Regions from separate parts of the Rattus norvegicus genome. Here region 2 is linked to region 1. Evidence: chromatin contacts called from public HiChIP or PLAC-seq data. All regions are on one chromosome and are shown on one strand. Each heading gives the region's core, a stretch centred on a gene start, on an enhancer-like site or on the middle of the called end of the contact. The rest is flanking DNA. Distances are from core to core; before and after follow the strand shown. Region 1 holds the start of Eif1a (eukaryotic translation initiation factor 1A). Region 2 holds the start of Commd10 (COMM domain containing 10).

Region 1 (4,981 bases), core at 1,155-3,654:
CGCCAACTCAGTGGCTCAAATAGAAAATGTATTCTGACAGCTGAAGTGAAGGCATTGGCTCACTCTGTCTGAGGCTCTGCAGAGCTTGTCCTAGCTCTTCATGACGATGGACAAGCTTTGGTTTTCCTTGGCTTCTTCACACATCTCTCTATTGCCTTTATGTTCTTCGGTGTGTCTCTAGTCTTCTCTTCTATCAAATATCTTCTATTCGTTGTATTTAGTGCCTCCTCTAAATTTAGGATAGTCTCTTCTAGAGATTAATTTAACTGCAACTGCAAAAATTCTTCCAAACTTATTAACAGGGATGGGAATGAGATCTTGGAACTGAGTCTGAAGGGATACAATCCACACCACTATAAATAGGCAAGACATTTTAAATATAAAGTGTACATTTTTCAAATAAAAATTCAATGACAGTAAAGACACTGCTTTGTATTTTTATAAATCTAGATTCATAGAACAACCTGAGTGCTCACCTCCTTCAGTCTGCTATGCTGTTTGGTTGGAATGCATCATAAAAATCCAGCCTTCAACAACTACAACCCCCTGAAAGATTTTTCAGATGACTCTGAGAATCACAGCTTCAAAGTAAATACTCTAAAGTGTATAGAGTATGGTATAAAATTGTCAAGGTGAAACTTCCAGGCCACATGTACTACATAATATACATATTACCTTCCTCTTTATTACGTTAAGCTTACCCCAAAGTGGAACATGCATGTCTAGCACTGCTGTACTTTGAAAATTTGCCTGTTTGGTGATATTTAATTGTAATATTAAAAGTGATACCGCAGGCTAGAGAGATGGCTCAGTGGTTAAGAGCACTGACTGCCCTTCCAAAGGTCCTGAGTTCAATTCCCAGCAACCACCTGGTGGCTCACAACCATCTGTCATGGGATCTGATGCCCTCTTCTGGTGTGTCTGAGAACAGCTACAGTGTACATATATATATATACATATATATATATATATATATATAAAGTAAACAATTCTTAAAAAATAAAGTGATACCACACTGATTCTTTTATTACTAGTTTTAGTTTTTTAATTTTTCCCTCCTCCCTTTCCTCCCTCCCAAACCTTCCACATTGCACTGAGATTTTAATCTTATTTCTTTATGGAGAAAGGGTGGTTCCCAAACCCCCACCCCCACCCTCCATACTCCCTTGTAGCTCTGGAGATTCAATCCTAGGACTTGGACAAGTTCTACTGGTGAGCTCCATTACCAGCTCCAAGATAAGAGCAAGATCACCCGTCCAAGATGAGTCAAAAAACAAAACCTCCATTTTTCACTGCCAAATTCAGTTTTATTTTCACTCACCTACAAAATTTCTGGCCTGGCTCTCAGGAAGGTCTAGTCTTCCCAGTCTGGAAGAAATTAAAAGAATGTGACCTTAAGCCTCCTTCCCATTTGCCCCAGCAGAAGCTTTAAGTGCCTCAAGGCAGCTGAGTGAACTTCCGGCTCTCGTTTTATCCGCCCCACCCAACCCTTACTCAGGGCCTTGCCTCACTCCTACCTGCCAGCTACTTCGTTCTCATAAAAACCTCTCTACTGATCCTCGGCAATCTAGAGCCCACCTTATCTCTTTCACTAAAAAACAAACCAAAAAGCTCCCAACACCCCCCCCAAAAAAAACAAAACAAAACCGGAACACCTGATTCCTGTTACGCACGTGGGAAGCGTAAAATGAATGCCTTACAAGAAACGCCATGTCGATCAGAAGCAAATTAGTTACTTTGCTACTGTTGGGTCCTTAACTCCCTAATCAGTAAAACAGACATACTATCACTTACTGTATGAAGAGTAGAAGGAGCTTGCTAAGAGGTACTCAATGGATGTTTGTTTTAGTCTAACCGAAACTTATCTTGTGCTTACCACGTGCCGGCCACTCTTCTAGACCCCTTTTCCAGATAAAGAACTCAGGAAATAATCCGTATTTATTTTAGGCAGTACTATTTAGAGTATAGCAGAGTTTTAGCATCCAGGCCGAGGTCAGCTGGCCGGAAGGTAAAGAGCAGGGATTAGAAATTCTAGTCTTCTACTCATCTCTGAGAACATGCGCTTTTTGCGTAAGCTGCCTCCTCCAAATACGACTGTACTCTGTGCGACAACCTCCTGTAAACTAGAAATCTCTCTACCACCGGGGATTAGCCCTCCATAGCCCTAAAACGAGCTCTTGGGAGTCCCTAGGAGATTCCCCAAACTTGGTACTCACAGTGACAAATGCAGCAGAACCCCTCTACCGTCTCAGCCCGGCGAGCAGCGAGACCACGCGCCCTTCCTAGGCAACGGCCGGCCACGCCCCTTCCCGTCGAGTTCCCGCACTGCCCCCTCCCCTCGCCCAAGGAGGGCCGCCCACGCAACGCCGAGGCCTCACGCTCTTCCACGTCCTCACTACAACGCCTCGCCCACCGGATTTCACATCCGGGTCACCGGGTCCTGTCCCGGTCCCGCCCCTTCCGTTAGATCTCGCCGTACTTCCGGTCAGCGAGGCCTCTTCCTCCGCTGGTTTGCCGGGTCTCCTACCACTGCCCCTCAGGTTTTCCTAGAGCGGCTCGGGTACCTCATTGCGTCTTTCCGGAAGCCTGCGCTGGTTCCTCGTCGCACGCTTCACTAAGGCTCGCGGGCCGGTAGGGGCTGGGCCTGCCGCGCGTGTTGAGGCCCCGCAGCTCCGTTGAGGCCGCCGCGCTGTCAGGATGCCGCGGCCGAGGTCGGCGACTTGCTGGGCGGCCGCCGCAGGCCGTTGGAGTTGCAGACTGCTTGCTCTACTGTTGCTACTGCTACTGCCGGGTCCGAGCGGCGGCTCCGAGATCACTTTTGAGCTGCCGGACAATGCCAAGCAGTGCTTCTACGAGGACATCACTCAGGGCACCAAGTGTACCCTAGAGTTCCAGGTACCACGGGCCCCAGCCACCGTGATCCGCTAACCCAAGAGTGACCTCAGTAGCCTATGCAGGACATTTAGCTTTTCTTTTCAGAGCTCAAAGAACTGAAATTTCAGAAATGCTTCCTGTGGCTGTCACATTCTCCAGTGCCACTCATTGAATGGAAGCCGCATTAAATAAATTAATTTAAGAAGTTCTTTTTAAAAAAGCTGTTTTCTGCGCACAAATACCCAGTATCAGCTCCCTATTCCTGTAATCCACAACTCCAATTTAATCGGTTTGACATAACACACGGTCGTTTCCGGTATTTTGTGGCGGTTGGGTTGGATTTAGGATTTTTGTTTTTGTTTAACACCAGGATTCTTTCCTTACTGCAGAGGTGATTGGAAATGCTCTGTTAAGAGGCTTTTTCTTTTTTAAAGACGGTCTGTCAAGGGTGTTGTAAAACATTATGATAAACAAGAGGCCCTTTCTTAGTTCGCAGACAATGTAAAATAGGAACTTTATTCTTTAGGAGCCTAAAGCAGTCTACCGGTTTGTTGTTGTTGTTAATAGTTTCATTTAACATTTCAGCAGCTCTTTAGTGCTAGGTCACCTGTAACTGGAGCTACAGGAGATTTAACACCTCTGACCTCTGCAGGCGCCTGCACCTACATGCACGTATCATCTCCCAGACACACCCATAAAACATAATTGAAAATAATAAAAATCGTTTCTTATTAGACACGACAATAGCTTAGTATTCATACTATACTTAGTATTGTACTCGGTTAGTATTTGTGGCGAAGGAGAAAAGCGAAAGGTAAAATCAACAAGGCTTGATAACAATTTGTATTGTGAGGAGAGAAATCTAAAGATCAAAAAAGGAATTAAGGATATATGTGTGTATCAATTCCCAATATATACAATTACAAAGGAATTATAAGCTGTAATCAGAATATTCTTTATTTAAATTTAATATATGTTTGTTGAATTTTTATATCTGTAGCTACAATACTTGGTGCTATAAAACATTTAAAATTTTTTAAAATATTTACATTGCATGTGCAAGGTCCTAGTCTTAATCCAAAGTACACATTCATTCATTCATTCATATTTGTACTTAATACATGTATGTAATCATATATGGAATAATACAGCTCTCTAAGTACAAAATTATATCTCATGTACTTATTAAAATGATCTTGTAATACAACTCTATTAGTCATCATCTCAAGTGACAAAAGGTCATATAAATCATAGAAATGTCTTTGAAGTCTGAGCTTTAATGTCTTCGTTTTATTGATGTACACTTTCAATACTGTGTTAGTCAAAATACTTAAAACTTGTACTGTCCACTGTCATAGTTTGGGTTGCCAAAACTATTTTCTCTCCCGATCTCCCCATCTTTTAAGTTCCAGGTTAAAGCTCAGGGCTATATCAAGCAGCACAGTGATCTGAACGGTCGATATAATGAAGTTTCCTCTCTCCTGTTAGGAGAGAACCTCTTCACTTTTTGTAAAGCTTTAGTTGAGCTGAAATCTTTATGTGTGTTTCATCCACTGGTGAAAATCAAGATCTGTGATATTGTGATAGGAAGACTTCTGAATATAGCTTTATTGTTGTTTTAGCAGTAACTGGGTTAAATTTTTCTGTGTTAGTTACTGTGATCTCTCTGTAAATCTTTTACAGGTGATTACTGGTGGTCACTACGATGTAGATTGTCGATTGGAAGATCCTGATGGTAAAGTGTTATACAAGGAGATGAAGAAACAGTATGATAGTTTCACCTTCACAGCCTCCAAAAATGGGACATACAAATTTTGCTTCAGCAATGAGTTTTCTACTTTCACACACAAAACGGTGTATTTCGATTTCCAAGTTGGAGAAGACCCACCTTTGTTTCCCAGTGAGAACCGAGTCAGTGCCCTTACCCAGGTAAACAAAAAAGAACAGAAGAACATTGGTTAAAGGAGGGAGGGGCACATAATTTAATGCAGTGTATTCAGTCCTAGATGAGCATTGAATTTTGATGCTATTTCTAAGAAATTTAAATTCTTCGAGATTAGGCATTTGGCAGAGAACTTGAGTCATAGGTTGGAAGTCATGGCTAGCT
Region 2 (5,414 bases), core at 1,785-4,284, 420 kb before region 1:
TATTATTAGGAATCAATCAGGGGCTGGAAGGTTGGCTTGGTGACTAAGAGTGCTTGCTGCTCTTGCAAAAGACATGTTCTGTTCCCAGCAACTCATAAGGCAGTTTACAACCATCTCTAACTCCAGCTCCAGGGGATTCAATGCACTCTTCTGGCCGCTATGGGAACCAAGAAAACATGTGGTACCCATGCAACAAAACACTCATTTTTTTTAAAAAATAGAAATACATAAATGTTAAAAAAAGATCAAAACCAAAAAGATGATGAGAGACAGATACTAAAGCCAGGAAGCAAGAAGGATCTGAAATAAAACAATGTGGAAAATTTGAATCTGAGAGACAATTCGGGGGAATAGACAATGAGTTTGGGGCTGTCTCCTTGCTAATAAAGGGAAGGTAAGAGTCTTGGCTAGAACTAAATGTTTGTGCCTAGAAACATGCAGAACACTTAGCATGTGTCCCATAAAGATGGTCAGTGCAGTTTTACAAACCAATAAAGAATGTTAAGTTAAACTGGTCACCAAATAATGAATTAGTTACCAAGCATCTACATAGCCAAACCAACTATATGCTTGAAATAAAAGGAGAAAAATCAGATATTAAATACTATGTGAGAAGAAATCTTGACTGCATTTTTTTAAGATTTATCATTTATATATGTATGCACGTGTGCCTGGTTATGTTTACATGCACCGTATGCGTACAAGAACCCAAGAAAGCCAGAAGAAAGAATCAGACCCCTGGATCTGGAGTGACAGGTGGTTATGAGCCACTAGCTGGGTGCTTGGAACCAAACACAGGTCTTCTGTAACAGTAGTATGTGCTATTTCTTGGCAGGGAAGAATGGGGGTTCAAGACAGGGTTTCTCTGTGTAGCCCTGGCTATACTGGACCAGGTAGGCCTCAAACTCTGAGACCCACCTGCCTCTGCCTCCCAAGTGCTGAGGTTGAAGGCATGCACCAGAACTGCCTGGCTTCTGTAGGTGTTCTTCACCACCTCTGCAGCCTGAACTACCAGGAAGAATGAAACCAGCATTTCCCCAAAGCATGTTCCACAGAACATGCCAAAGGAAAACAATTCCCAAGTCAAACCCTTCAATGTATGACCTGAACATTAGCATGCAGAGCGTTCTACAAAGCTCCATTTATTTTAGTTATGTACAGAATACAAAGTCTCCCAAGCTTCTGACCAAAGAATATCACCAAACTTCTACAGATCTAGAGTTCCCAAGAACCCATTAGAGAACAATATTTCTCACAATTCTTCATATACTAGCATAATGTTTCACAGAATCAAGAAGTCACAAGCCACGGGAACACAGAAATGCAAACCTTCAGGTGGAGCTTTTGAAGAATCCGGCTGAGAAGTCGTGGGAATCTTCCTGTGTCTATTGCATTTATCAGCGGCACTGCTTTCTTCATGCTAAACAGAGTTTCAAAGTGAGTTTTACGTGTATTTGCCATCGTCGTCTGTACATTTTTATTTCAACTACCCTGGTAGCTATGCCCTTTCAGTGAGATAAAGTGGCGTGAAGGACAGTTGGTCAATCAGTGAGCATCTCCCAAGGAGGCTCTACCCAAAGCACTCCTGTTAAGGAGTACATCTGATAAGTTTTCTTTTCCCAAGCAAAGTACTTGTGGCATCTACCCAGTCAGGAACAGCAGTGGTTTAGCAGTGAAAACGCAAGCTACGACCTAATCCAAAATACAACTTTGCAAAACAGCAAATGAGGCCACTACACCAAAACCATAAAGGACAATGGGGCAAGTATCCGTGAGGGGAGGGGAAAGATAATACATACTTATTTGAAATTCAGTTATTTGAAGAAAACCTGTGTCGCTTGGGATAACCAATTTCAAAGTGTTTGGTGAGCATAACTGTGCATATACCGAGTATACCTTCGTGGTGTGCATCCCCCAGGACATGGGCTTGAAGATAAGAAGTGGGTATCAGATCCAGGGAAAAAAGGAAAAACGTTACAATACCAACTGTCTTCTTCCAATGCAGGAGTGTTGTGTTCAACTTTCAATATTTGCCTACATGCACGAATGTTTCTTCTGCCCCCACAGAATGAGTCGGGTTTTTTCATGGAATAATTTTGTTCTAATGGGGGAAATCTCAGCAAGGTGTGGTAGGACAACCAATAGAGCCAACTTGTTGGGAGGGTAAGGGTTCTTGGGTCCACGAGTTTGAGGCTAGGCTAGGCAACACAGTAAGAACTGCTCCACTCCCTGCTCCCCACCCCCGCAAAAAAAAAAAAAAAAAAAAAAAAAAAAAAAAAAAACCACAAAACTTTAAAACTGGGCTTTATATCACCCTAACCTAACACGCCCAAAATAAATAAATAAAAACTACATAAATGGCAACACTATCAACGGCGTTTAAAACCTGCGTCACTTGGAATAACCATTTTGAAATTGTGTGGTAGGCATAACTGCATATACTGAATACGCCAAAACTGGATAAGTAAGTCACTAATGCCTAAACTATCGGACCTCGGTTTCAAAGGGCTATTAACACGTTTTATTTATAAATTACCCTTGTTAATCACTCCGTAGTACCAGCGTGAGCCTTTCTCACTATCATCAGGTCTGAAATAACTAAAAGCAGGAAGTCTTTTCCCAAGAGAGTGGACAGAATTTAGGTGGCGTCTATCAACTTCCACCTGTGCTACAAAGTCACTATCTCAGCTACAGAAGAGAAGCAGCCAGCACTGCAAGCTCCAAGAGGAAGGAATCACTCCAGACTGGAAGCACTCCTCCCCACGCCACGCCCACTCCTTTCTCCACGCCCACCCAAGCCTTCCTTCACGCCCGCCCACGCCCTCCTCTGAGCCCCAACAAGACCCTCCGCAGCTCCGCTCCGGCTCGTGAGCCTGGCCAGCCGCACCACAGCAGCAGGCGGTGGCAGCAACCCCGCTCCCTCCCTGACAGGTCACCCCCGCGTGGCTGGGCGCTCAGCCTGACCGCTACCTGGGGCTCTGGGGTAGGATCAGCGCCGCGGACGCCGCCATTCTTGAAGCTCCCTCGCCCGCGCGACTGTCAGCTGTGCAGAATCCAGCCAATCACGGCGCGCCTGACGGAAACCCGGAAGGGCCAAGTCTTGCCGCCCGGCAGGTTTGCGACTTCGGTCTACCATGTGCTTCATTTCAGAAGGCTTGTACGTGGTCCAGAAAGGAAGAGGGGTCATGGTGCTCCTTTCTACCTTCCGACCATTTCAAAATTGGAACTGTACATATTTTTTTATTTCTACATCTGCATCCCTGGCTAGGCCTGTGTGTTTATGTGTGCGTTTTATCTACGTTTATACATGGCTGGGCATGCACGCACATGTAGTGCATAATGCATTTACATTTTTTTTTCAGGTTTACGCAGGGTTTAAACAAAATCCAAGGCGTCTGCGGACGGAGAAATGGGCCAAAGGGCGTACCGTCAGAAGAGATTATGCTGCCAACTCTTGTGCCACTGACCCACCCCCATCTCCACCCCCTGTGTCTGCACCCCAAGAGTTTTCTGCAGAGCAGAGTTCTGCCCTTGAACATAGTGGTCTAATTCCTTCCACAGTGGGTTCATTGAGAGCCTACTGCTTACTTAGCATTGAACCAGTCACTGGAGCTTCGAACAGACAAAATACCAAAAACCCTGCACTTTACGTTATTATCATCAATTAATATGTACACGTATTCGTCGTGGAGATGCTCTTTGGGGTCCAGCATAGCATAGAAGGAAGCAAACTCACCGAGAACTGTATAGTTGTTTCTCACAAGAGAGAAAGGAGAACATGCTTTATTACAAACACCTTCTTCTGCCTTAAGAAAAAAACAGTGGAGTGTGTTAAGACCTGGAAGCGACAGTGGGTAGGGCTGGAAGATTTGAAAGCTTCCTAAGTCGGCAGAGTTGAGGTTGTCCCCAGAGCAAAGGTTGAGGAGTAGAAGTATTTGACTGGGGTCAAAGAGAGGCTGGAAGTAATGCTAGAAACTACTTCTATGAGAGGCTTTGGCTCTGTGCACTATCTGTAAATAAATGGGTAGCCATTAAATGTTAGGAGGGTTGTTTATTTTTAAGATTATGGTGAGAAAGATGGTGTCCTGTAAGAGTGAAAGGCATAGAAAAATGAAGACAGCCCATGGATTAGAGTTACATTTCAATAGTAGACTGTTCAAGAGCTGGCAAAAGATCAAATTTAATTTTCCTTCCTAATTATGTTTTACTTAAATTATTATTTAAATTCATTGGCATTCCTGGAGCAACCGAACAACACTGTAACTGAGAGAAGCCAGATTGCAAATTAAAAGTGAATAATCCCCACATGGATAATTGAGTCAATTATACAGTATGTTGAACACATACAAATACATTTAGTTCCACAACACTCTACACACTCCCCCAATTTATGCATATCTGAAAAAGATGTGTGTGAATCTACCTAATTACGGGTGTACGATCCAAACACAGATTGCCTTACCTGGCACAACTTTAGAGGGGTCCAATTTCTCCTCAGCCTTTAAAGCATTCGCTAATGTCTTGATTCATTGCTGAGGCAAAGTCACTAATCAACTAAAACTGTTTCAAATCCCTTGTGAATGTCAGCCCTTCCTTGACTGTCTTGAAAAACACAGCTGGAGCTTTATTTAGTGAAGGAGGCTCAAATCTGGATTCTGTGTAACCTCACACACCTTCCTGCGCCTGATCTGAAATCTGGAGATGACGATGTCTGCTTCCCTAGACTGTGATGAGGACTAAGGTATGTGGTCTGTACCTTTGAGAGACTCTCTCCCAAGAGTAGTACAAAGCACAGACCTCCAGAGAGAGTCCTTGCCAGTCTCAATGGTCTATCACACCAATTCTTTCTGTAAATGACTGATCACCTACTGATATAAAGTGATGTTGTGCATAATTTCACCCCTAAGCAGTCTTTGCACCATCTGGTGTACGACATAAGTCCATGAGAAGGTCCTTAAAGTTGTCTACTTGGGACCGCTTGCTGCAGTGCAAGGACTGACTGGAGTCGAGATTCCACCCCCACCCTTTACCCCTGCCCTCTAAACTAGTCAGGCCAGCTCAGGATGGATGCAGAGGCCAGGCCCGCTACCACTAATCTATTGCAGATACCCAGCTCTCCTAAGTGCAGCGAAGGTTTTCCAGTTTCCTACTTCAGGTCTACATTTCTACCTTCTGTGTTAGCCACAGTTCTCTGAGAAACAAGCACAGTTACCTACACACTAGTACCTGTACCTTGTTAGAGGTAATTCCAGAAACGTGGGGATGAGAGTGGAGAAGAAGTAAAGATGGGGGAGCAAAATACAAAGCGATATTATCCAACTGTGTGATGGCTAATACTGTCAACTTGACAGACTCTAAACTTACCCCAGAGACAAACCTATGTCCTGCCCTAGTCTTCCTCCATGACCCACTCT

Evidence for each region. HiChIP or PLAC-seq counts read pairs in DNA pulled down with a chosen protein or histone mark.
Region 2: a contact with region 1 is called in an H3K27ac HiChIP or PLAC-seq map of oligodendrocytes, with 10 times the contacts expected there. The contact joins the promoter of Commd10 here to the promoter of Eif1a in region 1. A contact is called at or near these places in 9 of 12 Hi-C or Micro-C datasets (the A7r5 cell line, the Rat2 cell line, Schwann cells and 6 more) and 1 of 1 datasets of contacts at active chromatin or transcription factors (oligodendrocytes).

What each region holds. Positions count from the first base shown.
Region 1 is chr18:41,509,721-41,514,701 of GRCr8, reverse strand. It overlaps Eif1a (eukaryotic translation initiation factor 1A), which reads right to left and starts at 2,404. Exons shown (of 3, transcript NM_001008773.3): 1 at 2,217-2,404; 2 at 1,322-1,368. Tmed7 (transmembrane p24 trafficking protein 7) reads left to right here and starts at 2,459. Exons shown (of 3, transcript NM_001105758.1): 1 at 2,459-2,895; 2 at 4,558-4,803. The coding sequence starts at 2,698.
Region 2 is chr18:41,925,502-41,930,915 of GRCr8, reverse strand. Commd10 (COMM domain containing 10) reads right to left here and starts at 3,034. Exons shown (of 7, transcript NM_001004276.1): 1 at 2,971-3,034; 2 at 1,330-1,420. The coding sequence starts at 3,011.